Regions from separate parts of the Zea mays genome. Here all the other regions are linked to region 1. Evidence: chromatin contacts called from public Hi-C data. All regions are on one chromosome and are shown on one strand. Each heading gives the region's core, a stretch centred on a gene start, on an enhancer-like site or on the middle of the called end of the contact. The rest is flanking DNA. Distances are from core to core; before and after follow the strand shown.

The links. Hi-C and Micro-C count contacts between places; a contact is called where the count stands out from the background.
Region 2: a contact with region 1 is called in a Hi-C map of tassel, with 2.9 times the contacts expected there. The contact joins the promoter of LOC103633963 here to the promoter of LOC100277152 in region 1. A contact is called at or near these places in 6 of 25 Hi-C or Micro-C datasets (bundle sheath, ear, endosperm and 2 more).
Region 3: a Hi-C map of leaf shows a contact between it and region 1, with 6 times the contacts expected there. The contact joins the promoter of LOC100193947 here to the promoter of LOC100277152 in region 1. A contact is called at or near these places in 2 of 25 Hi-C or Micro-C datasets (leaf and tassel).

What each region holds. Positions count from the first base shown.
Region 1 is chr1:36,178,730-36,182,378 of Zm-B73-REFERENCE-NAM-5.0, forward strand. It overlaps LOC100277152, which reads left to right and starts at 1,932. Exons shown (of 3, transcript NM_001150802.2): 1 at 1,932-2,153; 2 at 3,434-3,581. The coding sequence starts at 2,099.
Region 2 is chr1:36,426,851-36,430,499 of Zm-B73-REFERENCE-NAM-5.0, forward strand. LOC103633963 (ERAD-associated E3 ubiquitin-protein ligase component HRD3) reads left to right here and starts at 1,786. Exons shown (of 7, transcript XM_008655622.4): 1 at 1,786-2,546; 2 at 3,453-3,649. The coding sequence starts at 1,962.
Region 3 is chr1:35,942,455-35,946,103 of Zm-B73-REFERENCE-NAM-5.0, forward strand. It overlaps LOC100193947, which reads right to left and starts at 2,020. Exons shown (of 6, transcript NM_001349841.1): 1 at 1,775-2,020; 2 at 1,281-1,593; 3 at 634-707; 4 at 5-84. The coding sequence starts at 1,846.

The DNA of each region.
Region 1 (3,649 bases), core at 682-3,181:
GTCACAGCGGCCTGGATCGAGGCGAGGGTGCTGACGAGCGGGGGGTCGGTGGTGGGGATGGTGGAGGGTGCAACACGATGACTCCAGGTGGGTGAAGCGAAGGCGGGGAAGCCCGGCGGGGAGGTGCGATGCAGGGGCAGCGGGGAGGAGGCGTGGAGCGGTCCGAGGCCGGTGATGTAAGGGGCCCCTCCATGGGCGGGCTCGCTGCCGGTCGCAGCGGGGGCGATGGTGCCGGTGGCGGCAGTGGTGCTGGCGTCCATGTCGGCGGGGACGCAGGGGTAGGGGCGCAGCCTGGCCAGGCGCCTGGTCGAGGAGGCGCAGGGACGTCGGGCGCCGCTCCCTGCGGGCCTGGTGCCTGGTCGAGGTGGGACGACGGGCGCCGGTCCCAGGGGGAAGGCCGGCGGCGGCGGACGCGCGGGGGCAGAGGCCCTGGGCGCGACGAGCGCGCAGGGGAGGAAGACCGGCGGCGGCGTCCGGGGTCGGGTCCGGCGGCGGCGGACGCGCAGGGGCAGGGGCCCTGGGCGCGACGAGCACGCAGGGGAGGGGCGACGGGAGGCGCGTCGGGGAAGAGGGAGGCCGGCGACGGGCGCGCAGGGGCAGAGGGGCGCACGGCGCCAGGGCAGGGGACCGGCGGCTGGGAGGAAAAACAGAGACCTAACCTAGACTGAAGATACCATGTTAGAATAGGAACCCATACCCTAATCAGGGGTTGGGAGTGATATTAAATAGAGAGAGTAACTGGGCCAAGGCCCATTACACAGGGGTATAACGGTCATTACACAGGGAATAACACAAACCCTAGACGGGTAGTCTAACACTTACCATGGAAGTAAATAAAAAAAAAACGTGCATATTCTTCGATGCTGAATCGGTAAACCGATTGTCGGTTATGGTTGAATGAACTGTAATTTTGCAACTATAGAAGTGGACGTATAGGTGTAATTTTGTATCCACATTTTTTTTCTTCTTCTAAAGACAGCTAAAAGGCCGTTATGTAACAAACTCTGTGTTCAACCCGCTGAGACAGGTAAAATACTTAAAAGAAACGATGTGCAATAAAGACGGTACAATTTTTCTGGCTTGGAACTCTAGAAATCTCCTCGGTAATCATGATACACGGAGTGAGCAGCAGCCAGCTTTTGTCCCCTTTGTCGAGAGATCTGTTTCGCAAGAGCTCTTTCCTCCAACGTGTACCGTTTGGCAGCCCATCTTTCTTTCTTCCACCTGGATCCATTTCCCCTTTTCAAAAAAACACACACATCTGGACGAAGTTACCGTGACAGTCAAATGTAATCACGCAGCAAGAAACACCCTTTTTTCACCTAAATTCCCGATGAGTGTACCACAAGTGTGCCTACGCGTTCCGTTCCTCTAAGATGCCATTGCCGATTCGCCGTCCTGCGTTCTTTAATTTGTTTAGGACAGGCTGGTGCCAAGAACGTCGAGCTCAGCAGCAGTATTCTGTATTCGCCCGTTGGTTAGCCGTACCTGCCAGGACTAGTTCGTGATGACTCGATCGTTGCTGGTGTTGGTGGAGTTGTCCTCATCGCCCAACCGTGGGAATCCTTCCAAGGATCTCGTCTGATTGGAGTGGAGCTATGAGCAATCTCGAAATTTGAGACCACCGTTGGTCCCCACCATGACAGTGATGCGTAACGCGTTTATAGTTCAGACCTTCATTCATCCCAATATCCCATGACCAATTCACCACACGACTAATCCAACCGTTCTTTTTAATTAAGAAAAAAAGCCCAAATCGGACGTCCGACGTATAGGTCTGGCCCAAATATACCCGACGTACTTTTGGTCTTGCCTGGCCCAAACGTTCCGGACATTTCGATCAACCGAACCGAAGTGGCCCTATCTAGCGCGTGGGCCACCGACGGACGACTCAACAGCCCAACTTCAGCAACTAATCCACGTGCAAAAGCACTTCACCAGTTCACCCACTAGGACTAGGAGCAGGAGAGGGGAGAGAAAACCTCGCCGTCAATGTCAGCGTTCGTTCCCAAGGGCGCTAGGGTTTAACCCCCCAACTGTTCGGTCTCTCTCTCTCCCCGAATCCAATTCAGCGTCATCTAGTCCGGGAGCCTGCGACATGGGGTACCTCCAGGAGGCCCGGGAGAATCACGTCAAGAAGAAGGTCGAGGAAGGTGACTCCCGCACCATCCCCCATCCGTGCTTCATAGCATTTTTTCATTTGTTGGTCTCGGCGTCCTGGAGCGTGCGGAGCTCCTATTAATTCTCTCTGCTAGATTGATAAATTGGCTACAAGGTTAAATCCGTTGGTTCTTCGTCTTATGTTGGCCGCTTTGCTTCACCTGATTATGTGGAGGTTGGTATTTGCACGACGAAAGGTCGTTCGCATTAACTTCCGTCGATCCGGTGTTGTTAACTCATGTTAGTTATCGATTTATAGTCTATTTACCATCTAGTACAACAGATTGAACCTTTTTTTTGGTAGTAGGGTACCCATCTGCATAGGCCGTTATAACCTTTATCTACCAGCTCGTTACACCTGAATATTAGTGCATTGTTTTACTGTAACGGAATGGCTATCAGAATGCTTTCTCACACAAGTGTACATAATATTTCCCATGTCTGCTAGAGTGAACTAACTATTGATTTTCTCCCAGTGAGCCGTTAATTGATGTTGAATCTCACAAAGAACAAATGGTTGGATTAATGGATTACTGTTCATCATGGACAGAAGGTTTCTTCCACAGACAGTTCTTTCTTCAACCGATTATCGTTGTTTAGGACATCTCCATTAGAAACCGTTCCATAGTGTTAATCCATGTCATCTATGGAGTATAAAACTTCTCTAATTTACTCCATCCATCCCAGAATAAATGCAACTCTAGGTTTGAACTAAGTCAAGTTTTTTGTAACTTTGACTAAGTTTATAAGAAAATAGTATCAAAATTTATGTCTCCAAGTAGGTTTACTATGTAAATATATTCCATGATTACTCCAATGATACTTATTTGGTACCATAAATATTGGTATTTTTTTGCTATAGATTTGGTCAGATTTAAAACTATCTGAGTCATCAAAAGCGAGAATTGTACTCTTTTTTGTACAGAGGGGCTACATGCACTATATCTACCAAGCATCCAGTAATTCTTATTGTATTTATCCTTGACCCACATCATCATTTCGTGATCTGGAATTTGCGCTGAAACCATCAGGCTAGCTACTGTTTAGTAGCTAAGACCCATATACCTGCTGAGTGGTAGCAAATTCCCTCTCTTTACCATGTAAGCAAACTAACAAAACGGCAAGTAGTCTACTGGCATGTCCCTGTTGGAGATCCTCTTTAGCATTAGTTATGAATGATTTTTAGATTGTGCCCAGGAAAACCATTAAAGATTGTTGTATTTGTATCTATTTCCAAGAGTTAATTCTGCTCATTATTTGTTTCACTTTTCAGCTTTGCGGAGCAAAATGAAACAAAAGGCTCTTCAGGAATGTGATTTCTATTGTTCAAAATATGCTGAGTGTGCACGGGGAAGAACATTTTCTGTGGTATGGCAATGCCGCAAACAAGCAAAAGAGTTGAATGAGTGCCTTCATCAATAGTAAGTGTTCATTACATTCCAGTCTTGTAAGTTCACTATGTTTATGTTAGAATATGCATCCAGGGGGC
Region 2 (3,649 bases), core at 536-3,035, 250 kb after region 1:
ACTGTCCGGTGCGCCAGACCAGGGCACACTTCGGTTTTCTATGCTCCCTTTGTTTTGAACCCTAACTTGTTCTTTTTATTGGTTTGTGTTGAACCTATGGCACCTATAGAACATATAATCTAGAGCAAACTAGTTAATCCAACTGTTTGTGTTGGGCAATTCAACCACCAAAATCATTTAGGAAAATGTTTGACCCTATTTCCCTTTCAATTATCACTCGTGGCAACAACCATCATTGTTGTTGTTCTTGCTCAATCTTAGATGTGAATAAAATCTAGTTCAATCACAACACTAGAGTAAGCCCTATTTATTTGAGCTTCTTGGTAGCTTCTCAACCAAAAAGCCAGAAGCACAAACAAACAATTATTTTTCTATTTAACTTTCAGAAAGCCAAAAGCTCAGGAAAAGTTGAGTTTATGTAAAAAGCTAAAAGCCTGGTTTCATGGGCTTTATGTAGCTTTCTAAGTCTAAAAAGTTAATAACATTATTGAAAAGCTATTATTGACTTTGCAGGATCAAAAGCCTAATGATATCTTTTAAAAAACTCCAAAAAGTTGTAGCTCAAAAAACAAGCCTTACAAATTAGTCAATTATCGTCCCATTTATCAAAATCACACATGAAACTTTCAGTGGCCTCGACGACGGTCTCATGAGCCCAGTGGTGCAGCCTTACTAGGGTGTGGGGTGACATGAGTGGACGTGAAAACTGGTCAGTGGGGTGCGTTGTGGCGTGACCGCCGATTTGTAGGCTCAACGGAGTCTTTGCGGCGAAGCTTAAAAAAATACTCCCTCCGTCTCAGGATATAAGGCGTAACCACTTTTTATTCTTGTCTCACAATATAAGGCGTGCTCTCTCTATGCATACGTATATCGATGCAGTGGTATAGAGACAATTAAATGCATTTCTTGGTCTTTGAACCAGAGGTGGTTACGCCTTATATAATGGGACGGAGGGAGTAAGTGACAAGAAGAAAATAATTGAACCGTTTTTTCTATGTAACAAGTGATATGTTAGGTATTTTTTTCTCTAACTTTATTAAATTTAAATTTGGTGGAAACACATGCTCAACCAATTTGACAAATCTAAAGATAGATCCCTTATTTTAGTTAAGTAGATCTACAATGAAACTACTAGATATAAAAATTCAATTTAAATATAGTTTACTAGCATATAGCCTGTGCTAATGCTACGATCCCGCGTAGGGAGGGGTCGACGATGGCGACGACAGCGCGAGGGGGAGGAGTTGATGGCGGAGCTGGTGGCCTGAGTGAGGGGAGAGGGCAACGGGGTTGTGGGGAGGGAGAAGGGGAAGGATGATCCAAATAATATTGTTCATTGAATTTGAATGAGCAAGGGGGTGAGATTATCCGTTGATTTTGATGATGTGTTAAGTTTAGATACAATTTGTTTGGTGGATTTAGTGGATGTTATATGTGTGGAGGTAATTTTGTTGTGTGAATTTTGTAAAGTTTAAACTGATAGATTATATAGTGGTATAGAGATATATATTTGATAGTGTGTTAAGTCTCGATGTAATTTAGTTGATCGATGTTATGGATGTGGGGGTGATTTAGTTGAGTGAGTTTTGTAAAATTTAAACTGATGGATTATACAGAGAAAAAGAAGATAGAGAAAAAAGAAGAAGATATAGATAGATTAAATTTAGAGTCACTCAAGTTTTACAAATAAGTCTAAAACTCGTAAGCCCATGGGCCATATAGAAAGATAGCGCAGCGCACACCCAAGCAAAATCACTTAAGTTCGGATCCACACCAGGCTCAAACGCCAAGCCAATCACGGAGCACGGACACGTCTCCACTGCGGGTCCCATCTCCACGTCATAGTCCTAGAAGCTGCCCGCTCGACATGCCCCACCTGCCAGCATCCCCTGCGCAGTCCCAAGTCCCAACTCCTACTCCCTGCCGTGCAACGGGGGTGAGATCTTGTGTTCTCGTAGGCTATGCCTTCCCCGATGGCTCGCGTCCTGCACCGCCGTCTCCTCCTCCTCGCCGCCGTCTCCTTCGCCGTGGTCGCTTCTCTCCTTCGCCCAGCTGCTGCAGTGCGCCCGTTTGTTTTGGTTCTCTCCGGTGAGGACTTCCTCAAGGATTCGGCCGCGCACCCGTCCCTCCCCTCTGCCGACTCCACCGACGACGACGGGTGGGACGACTTCGCCGACGATTCACCAGCCGCCGACCCGCTCCTCTCCCCGTCCTCCTGGGTCCCTCTTCTTGACCCAGCAAGCCCTCCCCTTTCTGGCGATGAGACGGACTCGTCGGCCGACGCGCTCTTCGTCGCGGGCGCCCGCGCGATGCTCTCCGCAGCGTCCGATGGGGACGACGCGGCGTTCGCCACGGCTGCCGCGCAGATCGAGGCCGCGGCAGAGGCGGGGCACCCGGGCGCGCAGTCCGCGCTCGCGTTCCTCACCGGCGCCGGGATGACGCGCCCGGCATCCCGATCGCTCGCATTCCTGTTGCACAAGTTCGCCGCCGACGCGGGAGATCTTCAGTCAAAGATGGCCCTCGCGTACTCCTACTTCCGCCAGGAGGTGAGGTGGTCAATACCGTTTGCTTTTACTCACTCATACAATCTGCATACTCTAATTGGGGGTTGAATGTTTGAATTCGTTGGCTTACTTGCAAATTGAGGAACTTTTTGGGTCAGATATTAGCATTTTTTGCTTGGGGTTGCGAAGGGTTAGTTCCTGGGTGATCAGGCATTAGAATAGCAAGTTGTTTCAGTTAATCAATTGGTAGTCACATTTGCTGAAATTGGGTGTAGACTTTGATCTTATTTGCTGGTAGAAATCGTGAGGCCAGTGTCTTTGCCAATTTGTAGCGTGGTTCTTATTTTTACCATAACATTTTTAGTTTTTGCACAAACATTACACCTTAGAGAATCAAATTCCCTCTTCATCATTGTAGGGTTATATTTGATGTTAGGTCTACAAATTCTTCTCTAGAACTAATGTTTTTTCGTGACACAGTCATCTTACAAGTTGGAGGTAATTTAAGAAGCAATAATCGAATTGAAGAAATTTATCAGTACTAACTACTAACCATGATGTTTTTTTCACTTGAGTACTAGTGAGCACTGAGCAGCCTGCTTTAACCACATTTACTTATTTTTTATCTTGCATCCAGATTCCAGACATTGGATATCTGATGCAGCGTTCTCTTGTAAATTGCCCTGTTTATTTTGGTGAAGCAAATTAGGGATAGTATTTTACCTTAAAAATAAAGTTTAGCTTCTTGCACTAACATTTAATTCCTTTTGGTTACTTGCATATATTGCACAATCTGTGGTTATCACAATAAGCTTTACTTCATATAAAAAGTAGGGGTTGCCCAATCTGATTCAATAATTATTATCATGTAGCTTGTTCTACTCCAGTCCACTCTGTTGGTGTTTAAATTGGGCTCAACCTGTCAAATCCCATCATTTTAATTTTCAGATGTATGAAGAAGCTGTTATACTATACGCTGAACTTGCAGAAGCTGCCCTAACTAGCTCCTTGATATCAAAGGAGCCACCAGTGATTGAACCAATCCGTCTTCACAGTGGGACTGAAGAAAATAAAGAGGCCTTGAGGAAGTCCCGAGGCGAGGACGATGAAGATTTTCAAATCACAGAGTACCAGGCACAGCGAGG
Region 3 (3,649 bases), core at 770-3,269, 240 kb before region 1:
TTACCCATGCAAATGGTCAATGTTTTGTAATCGAGCAGCATCATGGCCCCTGCATTCCACCACAAGCACCTTCTCTCTCTTGCTCTGCCACATCAGCATCACAGATTGATGAGAAAAGCTAATCTCGGCCCACAAATATCACACCTTCTGGAGAAAGTTATTCTTTGTTGCACAAATAGCGCGGTTTACTGAGAAAAAATAGCCTCTACCACAGAAGCCACATAGTTCCATGAGAAAAGATTAGATCTTTTGGCTCTATCGCACAAATTTCACAGTTTCATGAGTCTCTTTCTTAATATATTAATACGCAGCTCTCCTGCGTGTTTCGAGAAAAAAAATGAGGGCACACATTTACCCTAGTGCTTGAGCCTAGTGCACAAAATCATTCTAGGTGAGGTATGGCTTCAAATTCCCTGTCCTCCTCTTATTTAAAAAAAAGGACATGTAATTTTATCCTTTCGTGTTAATATATAACTAGGTGTGTGAGTATGATCTTTTTACATCAACTATGATGGACTTTTTACATCAACTATGATGGACCAGAAATAACCAGGACAGTTTTTAGTTAACGGCAGTATAATTGATTAGTACAAGCTATGCTTGATGGAGGCAAATACATAAGACATGCCTCACCTTAAAATCAATGATGGTGAGCTTTATAAGGCGGTAGTCCTCTCCTCGGCTACATTCCCTCTCGCAAGATATTGCTAACATAATAGAAAAAGGAAGAAAACAGCAAAATAAGCTAAAATCTTCTTATGATAATATATAATTTCAAACTTATCTTGTGTTCTATATAGCAAAAAAGTAAAGACACAGGTGGTGAACTGGTGCAAAGAACACATTATCTCACTGAAACTATACACCGTATCTACCAAAAAGATCAAAGTGACTAATCTAGCCCTTTTTTACTGAATCTAAAATAATTCAGTAGCATAAAAAGGAAGCTCCTGATTCAACAGGTTATACAACAGGTTATACAGTTTTACTTTTATACGTACATTTTGTTTCCAAAAAATGCTGTGTATAACAATGGAAATGTTGATCTGGTGACTGGTATTGCTCGGGATGGTGGCGCCAAAGAGAGGTGACATAATTCCAACAGATGAGAAACCCTCTTATGATTTATAAGATTACCATTCATCTTGTGCATTGAAAAAAAAACACTAGTGACTTCCGTTAGAATTTAGAAATGAGAATAACATAACAATATTTTTCCCAAGCGTGAAACTTGGAAGGAACCAACAACTGCTGTAAGGGGAATGGGGAGAGATGAATACGGGTGCCGTGTAGCCCGTAGCAGATGGAGTCAGGGAGGCGAATGAAATGGCCGGAGATGGCACCGGTAGGCAGCAAGGCGATGGAAGCGACGCCTTCCATGGTCACGCCGGCATCGCCCTCCTCGACGACCTGCCCCGCCTCAGCCACCAGCTCCAGCGGCTGGTAGTTGCCATTGATCCTGTCGACGGCAACGCCATCCTCGACGACCTGCTCCGCTTCTGCCTGCGGCGGCGGCGGCTGGTGGTTGCCATTCGCCTGACAAACCGAGACCGAACCCATAGCTCCCCCTGCGTCGAACACCGACTGCGCCACCTACGGTAGCGAAAACGACTATGAACAAGTTTCCTGTCACCTCTCACGACTCAGGGCATGCCCTATAAACAAGTTCAAACACCACATGGATTGGCTATTATCAAATCGATGAACCAATTACACAAACCCCTTCAGCTGTTGTCACCAATTACGACGGCGGTAGGGAGAAAAATGCACTCACCTCGTCCCCGGGCTCGACAGCCGTCAAATCCTTGGTGGGTGAGCCTTTTGTGGCCGGCGCCGCCACCAACATGATCGAAGCTGAAGGGAAACGTTACCGCGCGACCGCCGCCACCGCACACCGGCGTCGACTCGTCCCTTCCCGCTGCCCTCCTCGACAGTGTGTAGAAGGAACGATTTGGAAAAAAATTCGGCCCTTGCAGCCTTTCTGCATGTTTTGGGCCACCGCTGCAAAACAGCCCTATCTGGCCCTTTCGTGACTGCGCCCTGAAACCAAATCATGTTCAGATTTCTACAATTTGGTGTACCTTTTCATCTCACTACATCAAAATCGCGGTGCATATTATCCCCTACAAATAGTAGTGGTATATATCTGTCGGCATTTCGACCCCGGGGTCCCTGGACCGACGAGTAAATTGTCGCCGCGTGTCCCTGCCCAGATGGATTGGCGCGGGATGGAACACAAGATATGAGACAAGCCTTGTATTATCCTGCACCAGGGGTGCCGCTCGCAGTAGGGGTTACAAGCGCATCGCGTGAGGGAGAGAGAGAGGGGGACACAGAGCTCGTCCGCCACTTCCCTCGCGCGAACCCCCCTCAGGGTGGCCCTGGACTTCCCTTTTATAGAGGCAAGGAGAGAGTCCAGGTGTACAACAGGGGAGGCGTAACTATGCGCTAACGTGTCCGGCAGTGGAGTGCCTAAGCCCTGTGTACATGCCAACGTGGTCGTTGGAGGAGAGCTTGGGCGCTGTACATGTGATGGTGTGGCCGCCGGAGGAGCGCCTGAGTCCTGTAGGAGCGTAGCTGGCAGCGCGGCGAGGACCCTGCTGACGTCTCCTTGCTGTCGTAAGGGGCTGAGAGCCACCGGCGTCATGGCGCACGTGGGGCACCATCATTACCCGTCGTCGGGGTAAGCCGGATGGGACGCCGGTCTTGTTCCTTGTAGCCTGAGCAGGCTAGGAATAGGGGAATGATGCGTCCCCTATCAGCATGGTCAGTCCGAGCCCAAGGTCGATCGAGGCGGAGACTTCTCTTGTGGCCGAGGCCGGGGTCGGGCAAGGACGCGATTCCTCCCGAGACCGGGGTCGAGGCCGAGTCGGGGGGTCGGGCGAGGCGGAGACCTCCTCCCGAGGCCGGAGTCTGAGGTCGGGTGAGGCGGAGACCTTCTCCCGAGGTCGGAGCGTGAAGTCGGGCGAGGCGGAGCTTCCTATTGCGCCCGAGGCTTGAGCTCGGTGGTTGATCGTGACTTGTTGTCAGTCGTTGCCGGGGTGGCTGACACGACAGTCGGAGCGGAGCGGGCGACACTGTTTTCCTGTCATATCGGATAGTGAAGAGGAGGGGCGAAGTGACTGCGGTCACTTCGGCCTGGTCGACTGAGGTGCGCGTGTCAGGATACGGCGTCAGGCATCCCCCGCATTTAATGCGCCTGCGAAGCGGTCGGTTGGTGAGGCGGTATGGCCAAGGTTGCTTCACAACAAAGCCTGCCCGAGCCGGGCCTCGGGAGAGCCGAGGGGGCGCCTGCCGTCTGAGGAGGCCCTCGGGCGAGGCGTGAATTCGTCTGGGACCACTGTTCCAACCCGAGGCTGGGCTCGGGTGAGATCGCGTCCTTCGGGTGGACGAAGTCTTGGCTTGAACCGCACCCGTCAGTTGGTCTGAGGGGGTTAACCAGCCGTGATTAGGAGCGTTGGGGGTACCCCTAATTATTGTACCCGACAGTAGCCCCCGAGCCTCGAAGGGAGTGATGGTACTCGCTTGGAGGCTTTTGCCGCGTTTTTGGTGAGGGGACCGACCTTTCTCGGGTTTTGCCTGGTTCTGGTGGGTGCGCGCGAGCGCACCCGCCGGGTGTAGCCCCCGAGGCCTCGGAGGAGTGGTTTGA